3 separate regions of the Mus musculus genome follow, and all the other regions are linked to region 1. Evidence: chromatin contacts called from public promoter capture Hi-C data. All regions are on one chromosome and are shown on one strand. The core of a region is the stretch at or near the end of the contact, and the rest is flanking DNA. Distances in the headings are between cores, read along the strand shown.

The links. Capture Hi-C pulls out chosen DNA fragments and counts their contacts.
Region 2: a promoter capture Hi-C map of liver shows a contact between it and region 1, with 4 times the contacts expected there. The contact joins the promoter of Commd9 here to the promoter of Cstf3 in region 1. A contact is called at or near these places in 1 of 39 promoter capture datasets (neutrophils) and 1 of 9 other capture datasets (liver).
Region 3: a promoter capture Hi-C map of liver shows a contact between it and region 1, with 5 times the contacts expected there. The contact joins the promoter of Traf6 here to the promoter of Cstf3 in region 1. A contact is called at or near these places in 1 of 39 promoter capture datasets (pre-B cells) and 2 of 9 other capture datasets (adipose tissue and liver).

The regions. Positions count from the first base shown.
Region 1 is chr2:104,589,197-104,591,896 of GRCm38.p6, reverse strand. Cstf3 (cleavage stimulation factor, 3' pre-RNA, subunit 3) reads right to left here and starts at 1,413. Exons shown (of 21, transcript NM_145529.3): 1 at 1,195-1,413. The coding sequence starts at 1,221.
Region 2 is chr2:101,884,834-101,887,581 of GRCm38.p6, reverse strand. Commd9 (COMM domain containing 9) reads right to left here and starts at 1,320. Exons shown (of 6, transcript NM_029635.3): 1 at 1,263-1,320. The coding sequence starts at 1,313.
Region 3 is chr2:101,676,973-101,679,672 of GRCm38.p6, reverse strand. It overlaps Traf6 (TNF receptor-associated factor 6), which reads right to left and starts at 1,253. Exons shown (of 7, transcript NM_001303273.1): 1 at 1,053-1,253.

The DNA.
Region 1 (2,700 bases), core at 164-2,663:
ATGCCAGCCCGGTAAGAGTAGAGTAAAATAAACAGTTTTAGAAAAATAGTTCAAAGACACTGCATTCGTGGGCACCCTGACTTTAGATAAAATGCAAAAGCACTGCCAAGACTTGGAATTAAATTGGTCCTCAAGCGTTTCAGTCACCAAAGTAATTAAGTTCTAATTTGCCTACACTTCATTAACATACAGTCCTATTTTACCTCATCTGTCAACCTCCAATAATTTCTATTTTATTAGCTGGGGATTTGGGAAAAAGAAAAGAAATAAAAATACAAGCGTATTTCATTGCTATAGCAATAAGAAATTTAGGACTTTGTTTTCTTTTAAAACTAAATATACGTGGATCAAGATCAAAACACACACCTTTCAAAAACTCAGTTTTGTTTTTTACAGTAAAAGCCAAACACTAGCCTACAAAATTTAGGATATAAAAGAGCAAAAGAACCAAACATGGAGATGGACGCCTGGAGGCCAAGGAAGCAATCCTGTCAGAAGGTCCTGCCTAGTCAGGGCTACACTGTGAAAACCTATCCAAAACAAACAAACAGCCAAACAGCAAAAGGGTGAGATCTCCTATCTAAAAGTCCCATTTGTAAAATACTTATGTATCATTCATATCTAACCATCCAAACAGATGGTGCCTACAGTGACTAAAGCACATTTCGAGTTTTCAGTTTACCAAATTCTGCAATGTTTGCGTGGTCGTAAAAGCAAAAATAAAGTGTTCCTAAACGAGAGGGGAAGAAAGCGAATCCACAAAATTCCCCCAAAGCTCGGAAGAGCCGTGGCTCTTTTTACCTTCGCTCTCTCGGGGGCCGAATTTTCCAGACTGATTTCGTTATTTCTGGGGACAGAGGACTGGGGGGCAGACGAGGAAAACACTGCCAGCGCAGATACACGTTAGAACAATCTGGGACTACCGGAACACTAAAGTGGTATGAAATACACCGTCCCGACCGAAGAAACTGCAATGGCCAGGGCGAAGCGACGTCTCTGCCATTGTCTAAGTCCCATACTTATTCGTACGAACGCCACAGAGAAGCCCAAACCTGGGAGACTTCGGGGGATGCGCTCCCGATCCCCGGGCTCACTAGCTCTTCAGGGCCCTTGCTCACGCGAACGGGGTGCTCGCACCCACAGGGCTAGAGAGAGAAGAGGTCGCCACGAGGCCCCACCGCTCCCGTTCCTCACCTGCTCCGCGGCTGCGTCTCCTGACATGGCCTCGGGGGACTACAACGTACGCACCAGCCGGCAAAGGGAAGCTAGAAAAGGAAAATTAAACTAAAGGCAAACCCCACCAAAACCAGGAACACTACCCCTGTCCCTCAGAGCCAAAGCCGCCGCCAAATCCGCTGCCGCCGCCGCCGCCGCCGCCGCCCACTCAGATTTGAATTAAAATGGCTGCGCCCCAGCCGGCAGAGGGGGTGTGAGGCGCTTCCGTATTCACTTCCGGGACAGTGGGCGGGGCTGAGGCTTAACTCCCGGATTATTGGAGGTGCACAAGCGCAGAGCGCTCCCAGAGGGCGGGCTCAGTGCGTGAGCTAACGTCACGCCCGGAACTGATGACGCCGCTGTCCAGATTTCCGAGGCCGGCCGGAAAGATCCACCCGATTGGCCTGGGAGCTCCCGCGCTTCTTGGAATTTCACGACTGAGTTGCAGAGCCGAGCTCCTCCCTGCTGAAGCCTGACTGCCAATCCGCTCTGTACAGGCAAACTGACCATTTTAGGGAATAGCGTTGAGAGTTAGTGAATACCTCTCGTGTTTCGGGAATAAGGAGTCTACTAACGCGTTCTGTACGTTTTCTTTTCTTGGGGAGGAGAGGAACACATCAAGTCTGTTTTTTGTTTTTTTGTTTTTTTGTTTTTTTGTTTTTTGTTTTTTTTTTTTTACTTTTGCTGTCACCGTTCACTATTAGACCGGGGATTTTAGTTTAGCGTCTCACCACGATCTCTTATCTGCAAAATTGCGTTGATAGTGGCGAAGGAATGTTGCTTTGCATCCAGACTTCTCACCTACTATAGAGGAGTAGACTGGGCAATTTGCATTATCTGCGTCTCTGTTTCCTTGCCTAAAGATAGGAATAGCAACAGCAGCTAAGATTTAACTTAAAAGGTAAAAGCTCTTATTTGGCTTACGAGTAACCAGGAGGTTATTGAGCGGTGGTGGCACAAGTCTTTAATCACAGTACTCGGGAGACAGAGGCTGGATGGATCTCTGAGGGCAGCCTGGTGTGTAGAGCCCACGGACGAGGGCCATACAATGAGATGCATATATCTTTTTAAGCAAATAGATGCATGAATCAAATGTACATATATTGAGTCACTGCAACATTTGATAATGGAGTCTGAATATTTCAGAAGTCTCCCTCAATGGGGCGTTACTCTTTTAAACTGTTGCTGATGTGACTGACTTAGAAAAATATCCACAATGAGCCAGGATGGTTCAAAGAGTGGAGGTGCTTGCCGTGATGGCCAAAAAACTTGAGTTTGATCCTGGCATCCAATGAGTTGACAGGATAGAACCGACTCCAGGAAGTTATTCCTTGACCTCCACACATGCACTATGGCTTGCAAACTCCTGCACTTACAAACACACAGGCACTCACAAGATAAATATATAAATCTAAAAATAGCCACAAAATTAAGCCAGAAATATAAAATAGCTTATGTGTATATATGTGTGCATGTGTGTGTGCA
Region 2 (2,748 bases), core at 71-2,570, 2.7 Mb after region 1:
GTTCTGTAGATATCCAGGAAGTCACCATTAAGGAACATGGGACAAAAATCTCTCTGCATTATTTCCCACAACTACAGGAGATATTATAGTTAGCTTTTAATAAAGTGTATTTAAACAATAGAGCAGTGAAAATGAGCTATTGCTACAATCATGACTGGAAGCCAGATGTGAACACTGATATGAAGAAGTGTTCCATTTCTGTGGAGTTCAGAGACTGAGTAATAGTACATGGTGTCCGAAGCTATGCACTGTTGGGAAGGCAAGTGAAGTAAGTAACCAGGGAGGCACTGGGGGTACTGGTGTCTCAGTCTGTGGTCTGGTGTTGGCTACATGAGTGTGTAGTCATTAAGGGAATTACTAATGATTTCAGTATGCTATATGTTATTTTCCAAAACTTACCAAGGAAAAGAAAATGTCCCAAGACAAGCAAGCATGGAAAAGGAATGGCTTAAATCAACCACAAGGAAGAGAAAAAGCTGCTAAGGAGAACTCTTGGATCCTAGTCACAGCTCCACTATACTAAAGCCCTTCATAGCTATTTCTTCGGCACATACTGGGTGCCAGGTCTTGTTCTTGTTGGCATAGGCTTGTGAACAATGAAGTCAAAGTGCTCAGGAGTGGACTGAGCAAATGCACACTAGGAAGATGGATAACGGAAAGGGCATTATATGTGTGACTTATAATGACAGTGTCACGAGGATCATTTCTGATCTTCAACTGGATAAGAGAGAAGAAAGGAAAACAAGAAGAAACAGAAATCATGTTCCTCAGAAGAGAACACAAAGACATCCATGGTGTGTGCACACTAGTAATAAGTCCTAAGAGGGAATGCAAAGCCACCCTTCTAAGGAGTAACTCAAACTTTATGACGTCCCTAGAAGTACTAGGGTGACAAGAAGGAGAGAATTTCCCTGAGAGAGGCGTAAAGACTGGGATGAAATGGGAACTGGTGACTGTCACCCAAGTGCTCCAATCTATAAAACCACTCGTGGTCACTAATTCTTGGGTGTATTTACATCGACTATCTGATTTTTACTTCCACCTTAATATCTGGGCGTGATTAATTTTGTTGCTCCTGTTTAAAAGCTCAGAAAGGCTGAACGATTTTCTCAGGGTCACACAAAGAAGCACTGACGCGCGGCGGGTAGGGTGGGAGTGGGACAATGCTCCAAGTCAGGGCCGGTTTATTCCCAATTCTTGCTTTGCACCAAGTCCCAGACCCTAAGACGGTGGCCGCACGCGTCCCCACCCCTTCAAGATACCTTCAGTAGGCTCTGGAGCGCCACGAAATGCTCTGCTGTCAAGGCCGCCATCTTTCTGGAGTCACGTGACAGCCGGAGCAAGCGGAGCGTGCCTCGTGACCCCTCGCAGGACATGCTGGGAGTTGTAGTTCTTCACCGTGGCTGGCGGGAACGGCGTGCAAAGAACCAGGAAGTCTTCCTCCTGTATGACTAAGCTCAAAGACCAGAGGGCTGAGATACTGAGAGAACTCGGATATAGAATGATTTCCAGGGAACAACTGGCTGGACATCCTAGGTCAGGGAAACTGGTTTTGCCTTTGCCCCTCTGGGTAGGCTGGCTGATCTGGTGAATGCACCTGCAGACTTGGCAGACACCTTGGCAACTTAGATGCCCAGAAGAGATCGGCCTACTCACCATCTGGATTTAAATGAAGCTTTGCCTATTTGAATTCTTGGAATTCACACACACACACACACACACACACACACACACGCTCACATGCCTGCAGTACTCCCTAAAAACAAAACAAAACAAAAAAAACAAAAAACAAAAAACAACGCTTCAAGGCATATAGTTTCTTCTCTGTTTGTGGAGAGATAGGAGCCTTTGTAACTAGCCTTATCCAGACAGTCAAGCTAAGTCACTTAGGGTTCTTAGTAACTTTCCTGTGGTCCAAGAAGAGGTCTGGTTTGAAGGGCAGCTGATTAGGAAAGGGGTTAGAAAGGAAGAAGGCGTGTGAAGATATTGACTATCTTAGCTCTGTGCACCTCCGGCACGGTCTCTTCTGTCTGCATTCTTTCCCTTAAAACTGAGTGTTGAGGGTCATGCAGCAAGACCTGCCAACACCTTCCTCAGAGGCAGACCCTCCAGTCTTCAGAGAGTCTGAAAGTGGCAGTCGCTGGGTCAAAGGCTTAACTACAACCTTGCTATGGGTTGAGTCTGAAATCTGTTTTGCAGGTTCATCCTGTGGTCACTTGGACCCTAGCTTTGTGGGACTGCTGAATGTTAGAACCCTTAGGATCTGGGACCTTGCTAGTGAAGGTCTCTAGTGGCAGGCCTTTGGGGGTTATGCTGCTTCTGGTTCTGGCCTGATTGCATGGTGTCTTGTCTGCTGCTGTGTAAGAAGTCTTGGCTGTACATTATTGCCACCCTGCTCTGCCATGTTGGACTACAACTTCTGAAACCATGAACCAGAATAAATCTTCCTCCTCTAAGTTGTTTCCATCTAGTTCCTGTCACAGTGACACACCAGTAACCAATGCACTTGAGAAATTGAAAGCATAACAACTCAACTGAGCCATCCCAGGCTTTCTGGCTTTGAAATATTGTATAAGTCTTTAGGTGTAGCCTTTCCATGTCTTGATTCAAAGTGGCTGCAGGCTGTGAGCTTCCAGAATGAGGTACTAACTACTGTTTGCCAGCTACTAGGGAAAGCTGACATCCAGATGGGGCAATGATGACAGCCAAAGCAGCCATTTCCCCTGGCACTTGCCCTCTTTGCTGGGT
Region 3 (2,700 bases), core at 4-2,503, 2.9 Mb after region 1:
ATTCTTGTATCTATCATGTGGCTAAGCCACTGGTTCAAACACTTTCCTCGAGTCACATGACACCTCTTTACCCTCCATTTCAAAAACCAAAAAGAGCTCTCCCCACCCCGGCATCCTCAAAGGAGGTATGAAAGGCCAGCAGCTCAAGTCTCAAAGCCAATATAATACTTCGGCTGTGACAAATTGTTCTCGTTTCTAGACGTCTGTCACAGGCTAGCGGACTGCTCTCAGAAAACAAGCTAATCCTATACATCCAAGCGTTAGGTGCTTTCTGTTCACACACAAAGACAGTCTAAGTCTCATCCGGAGTTCCCCTGAAGCCAAATACTAGGAACAGCTTTAGCAACACGGCGTCTGGAACAATCGAGAGAGCGCAGGGGTGGGGAGGGGAACATTGGTGTCAGCGTACTTTTTTTTTTTTTAAACTTGCTGCTTAGGTTAGAACCGCTCTCGAATTTAAAAGGGCACACAAAAAGTTTTCCCCTGCACTCTGGGAGTTTGAAGGGATTTTCTCTTTTCTTCTTTTCTTTTCTTTTCTTTTCTTTTCTTTTCTTTTCTTTTCTTAATTTAAGCTGGAAGGGACGGGAAAACCCAGCAGGCGATTTCCTTCCCCGGACAGGGGAAAACACCAGGTGAGGAAGAGAGGGGCTGGGGAGAGGGATGCCGTGTGCCGGAAGGCGACAGAAACGCCAGGAGAGGCTCCTAAACCAGGGGCGGGTTCAGGACCTGTGGGGCTAGAGCAGGGGAGACCCGCAGTCCCGGGGAGGGCACAGAGGGCTCCTCCGGCTCGTGGGAGGACTGTGGGCGCATCCTGCACCTGTCAGGCGACAGGGACAGAGGTGGCTTTGTGCTGAGACAGGGGGTCCCAGGGCTACCCAGACGAGAGGGGGCAAGGGGGCGGAGTCCCGGACCCGAGGGAGGACGTGGAGATGGCCAGTCCTATCTGTGGGAAGCGAGGGCTCGCGGCGACAGGTCCCTGTCCCGTGGGGAACCGGGGGTGACTCTCCCGGGCCCGCGGCCGCCGGAACTCTAGTTCGAAGCCGCTCACTCACCGATCGTACACGCTGAGACTTCACAACCAACTGGGAAGGCTTCCCCGGGCTGCGCCGCGTCGCCTACATACACGGCACTCCGAGACCAAGTGGCTCCGACGCCAAACTCCCGGCTCGTGGGCCGCGGCTGCTGCGTCCGCCGACGGCCGGAGCCTCAGCCCCAGCCGCGGCCGCCGCTGCTTCCGCCTTCTCAGCTCGCTAGGAGCAGCAAGGGGAGGGGAGCGCGCCCCGGGACAAAGAGGCCCCGCGGGAGAGGCCGCCCCCTGTCTGTGGTCCTCCACGCTGAAGCCTTACCCCGCCCTTCCTCGCAAAGAAGTTTTCTCAATAGGCAGAACCTTACATTAATCACGTAGCCCTTCCTCGGACCAGTGCAAAACAGTCGTCTCATGCATGAAACATTTCTTCACAATTGCTGCCATCTGCATGATCCCATTCTCCAACATTGTCACGGGAGAGCTATTTTGAGTTCTCAGTTTAACTGGATGCAAATATCTACGGATTGTAACTGGCACAATGCAATAGATGCCCAAAAGATTTTCACCCTCATCTGAAAATTTGACTCATCTTCTCCATCTGATATGAAAGGTATTATTGTGTATTAAGGCTGTTAGGTAAGGTAAGTAGATACATGTAAATAAGTTATTTAAAATCATCTAGGAAATAATATGTGCAGTAAATATCAATAATACTATCTTTTGCTGACATCTTAGTAGAAGGATTCTTTCAAACATAAGAATCTAGTACAACTCAAACTCAATTCTTCCTCTATCCCCTTTAAAAAGTGCTTTGAAATGTTTAAGGCATGAAGAGTATAAAAAGCTACACCCAGGCTTCTGTGTGCTCATCACGCAGTTTAAGAAGTAGAAGGAAGCAAGTTGAATTGCAATACTCTGCGTATAGCTGTCCCCTCCACTTATATAAGTAAACTCCTGAGGTATGCAAAAAGGGATCATCTTACAAAGTCAGTGGTGGGTAAAGGACCAGTGAGATGTCTCAGCGGGTAAAGAAACATGACTTTAGTCCTGACGATATGCGCTGGAACTCCAGAACCTACACCGTAGAAGAGAACCTATTGCCAAAAGTTGTCCTCTGAACTACAAGTGCACACAATGGCATGCACATAATGCACATGTGTGCAAGTGCACGTACATACACATACACACACACACACATGCGCACACTACAAAAAAGAGAGAGAGAGAGGCACAGAGAAAAGAAAAGGCAGGGCATTGGATTTCCTTCATTTATTAGTGTGACCTCTGGAGCAAGTTAGTCACGTGACAGACATTACAAGCTTCCACTTCCTAAATCATAGAACAGGTTTACATCATGGGTGGTACCTTACACACTGTTGTCAAGGTGAACTAATAAAAAAAATTGATGTGGGAGAACTTAGCAAGAGGCTTTCAAAAAGATCAGGTGTTCTGTGTTTATTTCTTTTTGTTTTTGTTTGTTTGTTTGTTTGTTGGTTGGTTGGTTTTTTAACACAGGGTTTCTCTGTGTAGCCTTGGCTGTCCTGGAACTCACTTTGTAGACCAGGCTGGCCTCGAACTCAGAAATCCGCCTGCCTCTGCCTCCTAAGTGCTGGGATTAAAGGTGTGCACCACCACGCCCGGCTCTGTGTTCATTTCTTTAAACTGTTTTTCTG